2 separate regions of the Mus musculus genome follow, and region 1 is linked to region 2. The links are chromatin contacts, called in public Hi-C maps. All regions are on one chromosome and are shown on one strand. Each heading gives the region's core, a stretch centred on a gene start, on an enhancer-like site or on the middle of the called end of the contact. The rest is flanking DNA. Distances are from core to core; before and after follow the strand shown. Region 1 holds the start of Mrps24 (mitochondrial ribosomal protein S24). Region 2 holds the start of Zmat5 (zinc finger, matrin type 5).

Region 1 (3,251 bases), core at 232-2,731, 1.0 Mb after region 2:
CACTGAAAGATAAACAGGCAGGTGACAGGTGCACACCTATACTCGCAGCACTGAGAAAAATGAGGCTGGCGTGTGAGAGTTCCAGCGCAGCCTGAGGTACACTGCCACACTCTCTTAAAGATGGTTCAGCAGGCAAGGGTGCTTGCTTGATCCCTGGGGCCCCATATGGTAGGAGAGGGCTGACTCAGACAAACTGAACACATCCATACATATACACACACAACATGCATACTGAAATGGAAATGAACAAGAAAAATACAAAATAGGAAGTAGGGGGAGAAAAAAAAAGCCTAAAAATACGGGTTCTGTGAGCCATGAAGACTGTAGCACATTCCTGCAGTTTTGTACTTGGGTGAACACCGCATTACATAGGGCACACTCTTCCAGGTCTAGGATCCTATGTAGACTTCACTACCGCATCGCCTCCGGGCTATTACACATCTGTAAATTATGGCTTGCCAAAAAAGCACTGTCAAACCTTGTTTGTAAGCATGCAAATACTGTTCTATGGAGGCTCAAATGAGACTTTAGCAAGAAATATTCAAATTCCTTTCAATATGCAAGAATTCCTTTCTTTCACCATCCTAATATGCCCATCACTCATATGTTCTGTTGTCGGTAACATGTACAGTGTGTGTGCAGGCTTGCTCCCTTGACAGACGCATGGAGAAGACCAGGGGTTAACAGCCAATGTTTTTCCTCTATCACTATTTGCTGCTCGTTTATTTTCTAGCAAAACAGCTGCTCTTCCAAGACTGGCTGGCCAGTGACCCCCAAGAACCAAATATCTCCTTCACCCTCACACCCCTTGAGCTGTGGCACCAAGTGCTCATTTAGGAGCTAGGCTGCACCCTCATGCTAGAGCGGCACAGCATTTAGCAATCTTTCCAGTCCCCTAACTAAATGTGACAGGGTCTCAGTAAGTAACCTTACCTGGCCTTAAACTCAAGATCGGCCTCCCGAGCGCGTTCGCCGTCACGCCCGGCCTCCCACCCAAAAGTTCGGCTCTTTGCCTTGAAGAGTACGTTCAAGAGTGACCCGTGCCACCAGGGTGGCAGTCCTTCCCAGGCGCCCTCACCTGTGTGCAGCGACAGCCAGCCCTTTCGGTGTGCGATGTAGTGCGGGGCGTGCGCCTCCTCGTAGCTCACCGGCTTGTTCCCCTTGGCCACGCGGACTCGCGCCGCCCGATTCTAGGAGCGAAGGTGCGGTCACGGGGAGACCCAGCCCAGCCGCCCTCGCGGCCCCCAGACCCGGCCGCCGCACTCACCTTGGCGCAGACCGCGGAGGTGTGCAGGGTGCGCCAGGCGCCAGGCAGCTCCCGGCTGCAGGCCAGCACCTGCGGAGAGGCGGGGAGTGAGCGGACACCGGATGGCGCCCCAGCCCTCCCGCCCGCGGCCCACTCACCCGCTGCCCTAGCCCGCGCACCGACGCGGACCACGCCATCTTGGGCCGGCGCGACCCGGGACGCGTCAGTGCGCAGCCGCAGGAAGGCGGGGCCTCAGAGCAGGAACTAACGGGAACACGGGCGGGGGCGGGGCGTGGCGAGGGAGAGGGCGTGGCGTGGGTCGGAGTGTGGGACGTCCTGCAATTTTCCTGATACTGTCAGCTAGTCCTTGGTCGGACCTGGTGTTGGGTTTTAAATGCGAAAATTTGGTGATATAAAACTGAGGTGTGGGGCTGGTGAGATGGCTCAGTGGGTTAGAGCACCCGACTGCTCTTCCGAAGGTCCAGAGTTCAAATCCCAGCAACCACATGGTGGCTCACAACCATCCCTAACGAGATCTGACTCCCTCTTCTGGAGTGTCTGAAGACAGCTACAATGTACTTACATATAATAAATAAATAAATCTTTAAAAAAAAAAAAAAAAAAAAAAAAAAAAAACAAAACTGAGGTGTAGCTGGACATGGTGGCGCACGCCTTTAATCCCCGCACTCGGGTGGCCGAGGCAGGTGGGTCTCTGAATTCCAGCCTAGTCCGGTCTACAAAGCGAGTTCCTGGAGAGTCTGAGTTACAGAGAGAAACCCGTTCTGGCAAAACAGAACAAACAAACAAAAGCCATGAAGTTTTTATCCTCATAGAGAGGTGGTAGAAACAGCTTCAATGTCCTCTAGAGAATTGAAGAGAAAACGCGCCGGCCCTCAGGCCCCGCTGTTCCGTGCTTGTGCTCCTACCTGAGACCGCGTACTCTCCAGGAATATCCAATATGACAGCGTCAGCCTCCTTTGGGCTGGGAATAGTCATTTGCCTTCATGCTGAGCAGATCCCAGAAAAGGGGTTGCTGGGTTGGCTCCTAATCATTTAAAGTAAAGAGGCAGTGTGTTGAGGGTCTATTTCTGCGGTGGAGCCACCCAAGGAAGAAAATTTTAAATGGCAAGGAAATTTATGAGGCTAGAGCAATGTCGTTGTAATTATTATTGAGTAATTATTAATGGCAAGGGGGGAATAGAATCGTGAAGAACTCACTCTACTAAAGAAAGCACATGGACTCTAGAGTCTGACTCTCATTATAACAAAATATTGAATGAAGGGATTTTTTGTTTTGCTTTGGTTTTTTGTTTTGGGGGACTGTTTTGTTTTGTTTGTTTTTGTTTTTGAGACAAGGGCTCTCTGTGTAACAAATTCTGGACTCAATTTATAGACCAGGCTGGCCTCAAAGTCACAAAGATCCACCTTTTCTGCCTCTGAAGTGCTGGGATGAGGGGTGTGCCACCACACCTGGCTGGGAACTCCTTCAAAGCATCCATGGGAGTGGACACTTACACTCTAATGTCAGTGCTTGGAAGGCAGAGGCAGATGGATCTTTTATCAGTTCAAGGTCTACATATGGAGCTCCAGGCTCCAAGGCTACAGAGTAAATAAACCCTGTCTCAAAATAAAAGACCATGACCAGGAACTAACTGGTCATTCTTAGAAATAAGTCAACTCCTAGACAAATGCGTACAGGTTCTCTGGATAAAATTGTCATTCTTCCCTTGTTCACGGAGAGGGCGTTGCTTTGGAAATAACCCCAGTGCTTCCTGCCTGCGGCAGGCAATACTGTTTTCAAGACAAGATCTGATGGATCCCAAACTGACCTAGAAGTGTACCACAAACTAACTTTGAACTCCTGATGCTCTGATCTGCTGAGGTATGTGCCACCTTGTCTGCCATAGGTCATCAGTCTTTCTCCACTCGTGTCTTGGCTAGATTTGCTTTGATTTTGCACTTACCAAGAGGCAAACCTGTTATATTTGTACAGTTGAGCGCTGGT
Region 2 (2,873 bases), core at 119-2,618:
CCACTCAGTGAAGGAGCTGGTCGGTGGTGGCTCAGGCCTACAATCCCAACACTCAGGTGGCAGAGGCAGGAGGGTGAGTCTAAGGCCAAGCCTTGTCTACCATCTAGCTCCGGGACAGCAATAGCTACACAGAGAAACCCTGTCTCGAGAAAAAGAAACCAGTCGATGAACATGCTGGCCATCAGTAACATACCTTCCCCAATACTCTCACAACCTTTGACATAAAACATGCACAGAGTGTGGGACAGTTAAGTCAAAGAGGGCTCGCCATTTCCTACTTTATATTCATCCCCACATTTTCCCAGGATGCTATCTTTCAGTGGTATCATTAAGTATGAACGGTAGCACCTCATCTGTATCCCAGGATCTTTGATCCACTATGACCTTTATTCAATACCACGGTTAAGTGCTTTAAGTCCAGTATTGCCAGTTAGGGCTTGAGGTTTCATAGTCTTCACGTTTAATCCAAAGAGCCTACGTGGGCGGCCTTCGGAACTGAAACATCAATTTTAAAAGGTCAGCCACATGGTCTAAGGAGACCTACTTTTAACGACTGCCTTGCTGAAATCTGCCCTTGAAACTAGCAAGGACGGCAGGGGTCGGAGTTCCAACTCACCACCGACTTAATGGAGTGGTTCAGACCCGTAAGTCCTCTGATGTCTCAGGAGTCAGGAGTTAGCTTTCGCAAATGAATATGTGGAACTGTGTGACAGGACATACCAATTAGGCCTCGCACCATGTCAAGAGAAATAGATGTATTAACGGGCACAGTTCACCCCAGACCTGGTAAGACTTGATTGAGTTCCGTCCTACCTCCCTCCCAGTCACCCTTCAGGCGGGCCCAAGGTCAGGATGGCCCAGGCCCTCACCCCCTCGTTGATGTGCTCGTAGATCGCGTCTGCGCCCTGATCGAAGGCTCGCTCGAAGAACAGGGCGCCCACTGCGATGGTGAGGGCAAAGGTGGAAGTTCTGCGGAACAGCAAGGAGTACAGGCGCGAAGGGATCGTCGGCGACGACATGTTGCCTCACTGCCGAACTCGCGCCACTGCGCTTGCGTAGAACCCAATGTCTTGCTCCAAAAGTTTCAACGCGCCCTGCTTTATGGGAATTGTAGTTTCTCTGTATCTCAGAGTCGACATTTTGAACCATTAAAGAAACTGATAATGTGCACAGGGTAACAGTTTATTACAATGTTCATATTCCACACAACCAAAATTTGATAAGACTTATTTCTCAGTTTTTCTCCTCAACCATTTCCTGCGTTTGGCTATTTTGAACTACAAGTCCCGAAAGCCCCTTAGCTTACCCATCTTCCCCAGTGCTGTCTCGCCTTCGTATTCCGCCTTCTCGGTACCTTAGGAAGGACTACAAATCCCAGCGAGCAGAGCGCAACGCGAGGACTCAAGAGGAGGAGCCCGGAACCAGGTATCTTTGGTGAGACATCCGCGTCCAAGTTTTAGGCTCTTTTCCCAATCAGAAGAGTAGGCATTTCATTCTAAGTCCGCGCTATCCGCTTTTTCTGGCATGGGGAGTGAATACAGAGGCAGGGAACCTGAGTTTCTGTGGCTGCATCTCGACTCTCTGCCTAACGTCCTTTGAACCTACTCCAGATGTAGGTTTGGGGGTGGCAAAAGTCGGGTCCTGCAGTTCTAACTCTTAAGCCACGTCTCAGGGGGGAAAGTGGCTTTGCACTTGCTTCCTGTTCTCCAGAGCGTAGGCTTTAAAGCCAAGAACCCCGGCTTCGGAGATGGGTGACCTGGTTGTAAAAGGCACCGTACTTTTCTGAGTATCCCCTCGGGGTCTTGAGATGATCCCCAGTAAAAGAAAGGTTCCCAGCTCTCCTGGAGCGCTCTGGCCGTGGTGCGTGGGCGATGGGGAAGCCCAGCACTTCTGGAAACTAATACTTTGTAAAAGAGAAAACCCAAATGCTTGGACGGATTGCTTGCTCTTTAAACCTGAGTAGCCGCTTAATGGAGGACTGAATATATTGTAGCAGGGTAAACAGGATAATGTTTCTAGAGGCAACTGCACTGCTGGGGTGCTTGAGAAAGTGTAGAGTGGCCTCTAATGAGTAGGTGGCCTGAAGTCATCTCTAGTCTGGCCTTGAATCCCGTCCTGGGTAAGGAGTCATTCTTTTCCTAATTGCACTAGGGAGTCACTGAATGGGTTTAAGCTGGAATGCTTTGAGGTCTATTTACATTTTAATGTTATCGTTCTGACTTCTTGCTAGAGCAAAAACTGAAGAGAAGAAATTGCAGAGGTAGGTAATTTAGAGTAGAGAGGTTTAGAATAATGGTCAGATTTGAGATGCATTTTGGTAGGTAGGATAGACAGAGCAAGCTAGCAGAAGTGTGCAAGAAAGGTAGAATTAAGAGGTGGGCTCGGTTGTGGGTGCCTTTAGTCTCAGCACTCCAGATGCAGGTGGGTCTCAGAGTTCAAGACCAGCCTGGTTTACAAATTCCAGGACAACCAGGGCTACACAAAGAAACCCTGTCCTGAAAAACCAAACCAAACCAAGAAACAAAAATAGGAATTAACATCTAGAGATAAATTAAGATTTGACTACAGAGACTAAATGGTTTGTGTTTGTTTGTATGGAGAAAAGGTTTTACACTTGCTCTGGCTTGCCTGGAACCAGCTACATAAATCAGCCTGACTTTTAACTCCTGGTGATCCTCCTGTCTCTGCTATCTCTGGAAGGCTAAAATTATAGACAAGCACTATCATGCCTGACCTGTAAATTGTGTGTTTATAGATTTGGTTTTGGTTATTTTAAATTATGCATATGTATGGGAGGTTAGGGGGTGACATGTGCTCCTGAATGTCGGTACCCACAGAAATCCAGAGGAGGGTATAGCATCCCCTGGAGCTGG

What was found. Hi-C and Micro-C count contacts between places; a contact is called where the count stands out from the background.
Region 1: a contact with region 2 is called in a Hi-C map of B cells, with 8 read pairs. The contact joins the promoter of Mrps24 here to the promoter of Zmat5 in region 2. A contact is called at or near these places in 1 of 39 promoter capture datasets (liver), 1 of 484 Hi-C or Micro-C datasets (B cells) and 1 of 9 other capture datasets (liver).

Annotation. Positions count from the first base shown.
Region 1 is chr11:5,706,220-5,709,470 of GRCm38.p6, forward strand. Mrps24 (mitochondrial ribosomal protein S24) reads right to left here and starts at 1,482. Exons shown (of 4, transcript NM_026080.3): 1 at 1,405-1,482; 2 at 1,268-1,336; 3 at 1,079-1,190. The coding sequence starts at 1,443.
Region 2 is chr11:4,703,288-4,706,160 of GRCm38.p6, forward strand. It overlaps Zmat5 (zinc finger, matrin type 5), which reads left to right and starts at 1,369. Exons shown (of 6, transcript NM_026015.3): 1 at 1,369-1,434. Uqcr10 (ubiquinol-cytochrome c reductase, complex III subunit X) reads right to left here and starts at 1,057. Exons shown (of 2, transcript NM_197979.3): 1 at 870-1,057. The coding sequence starts at 1,019.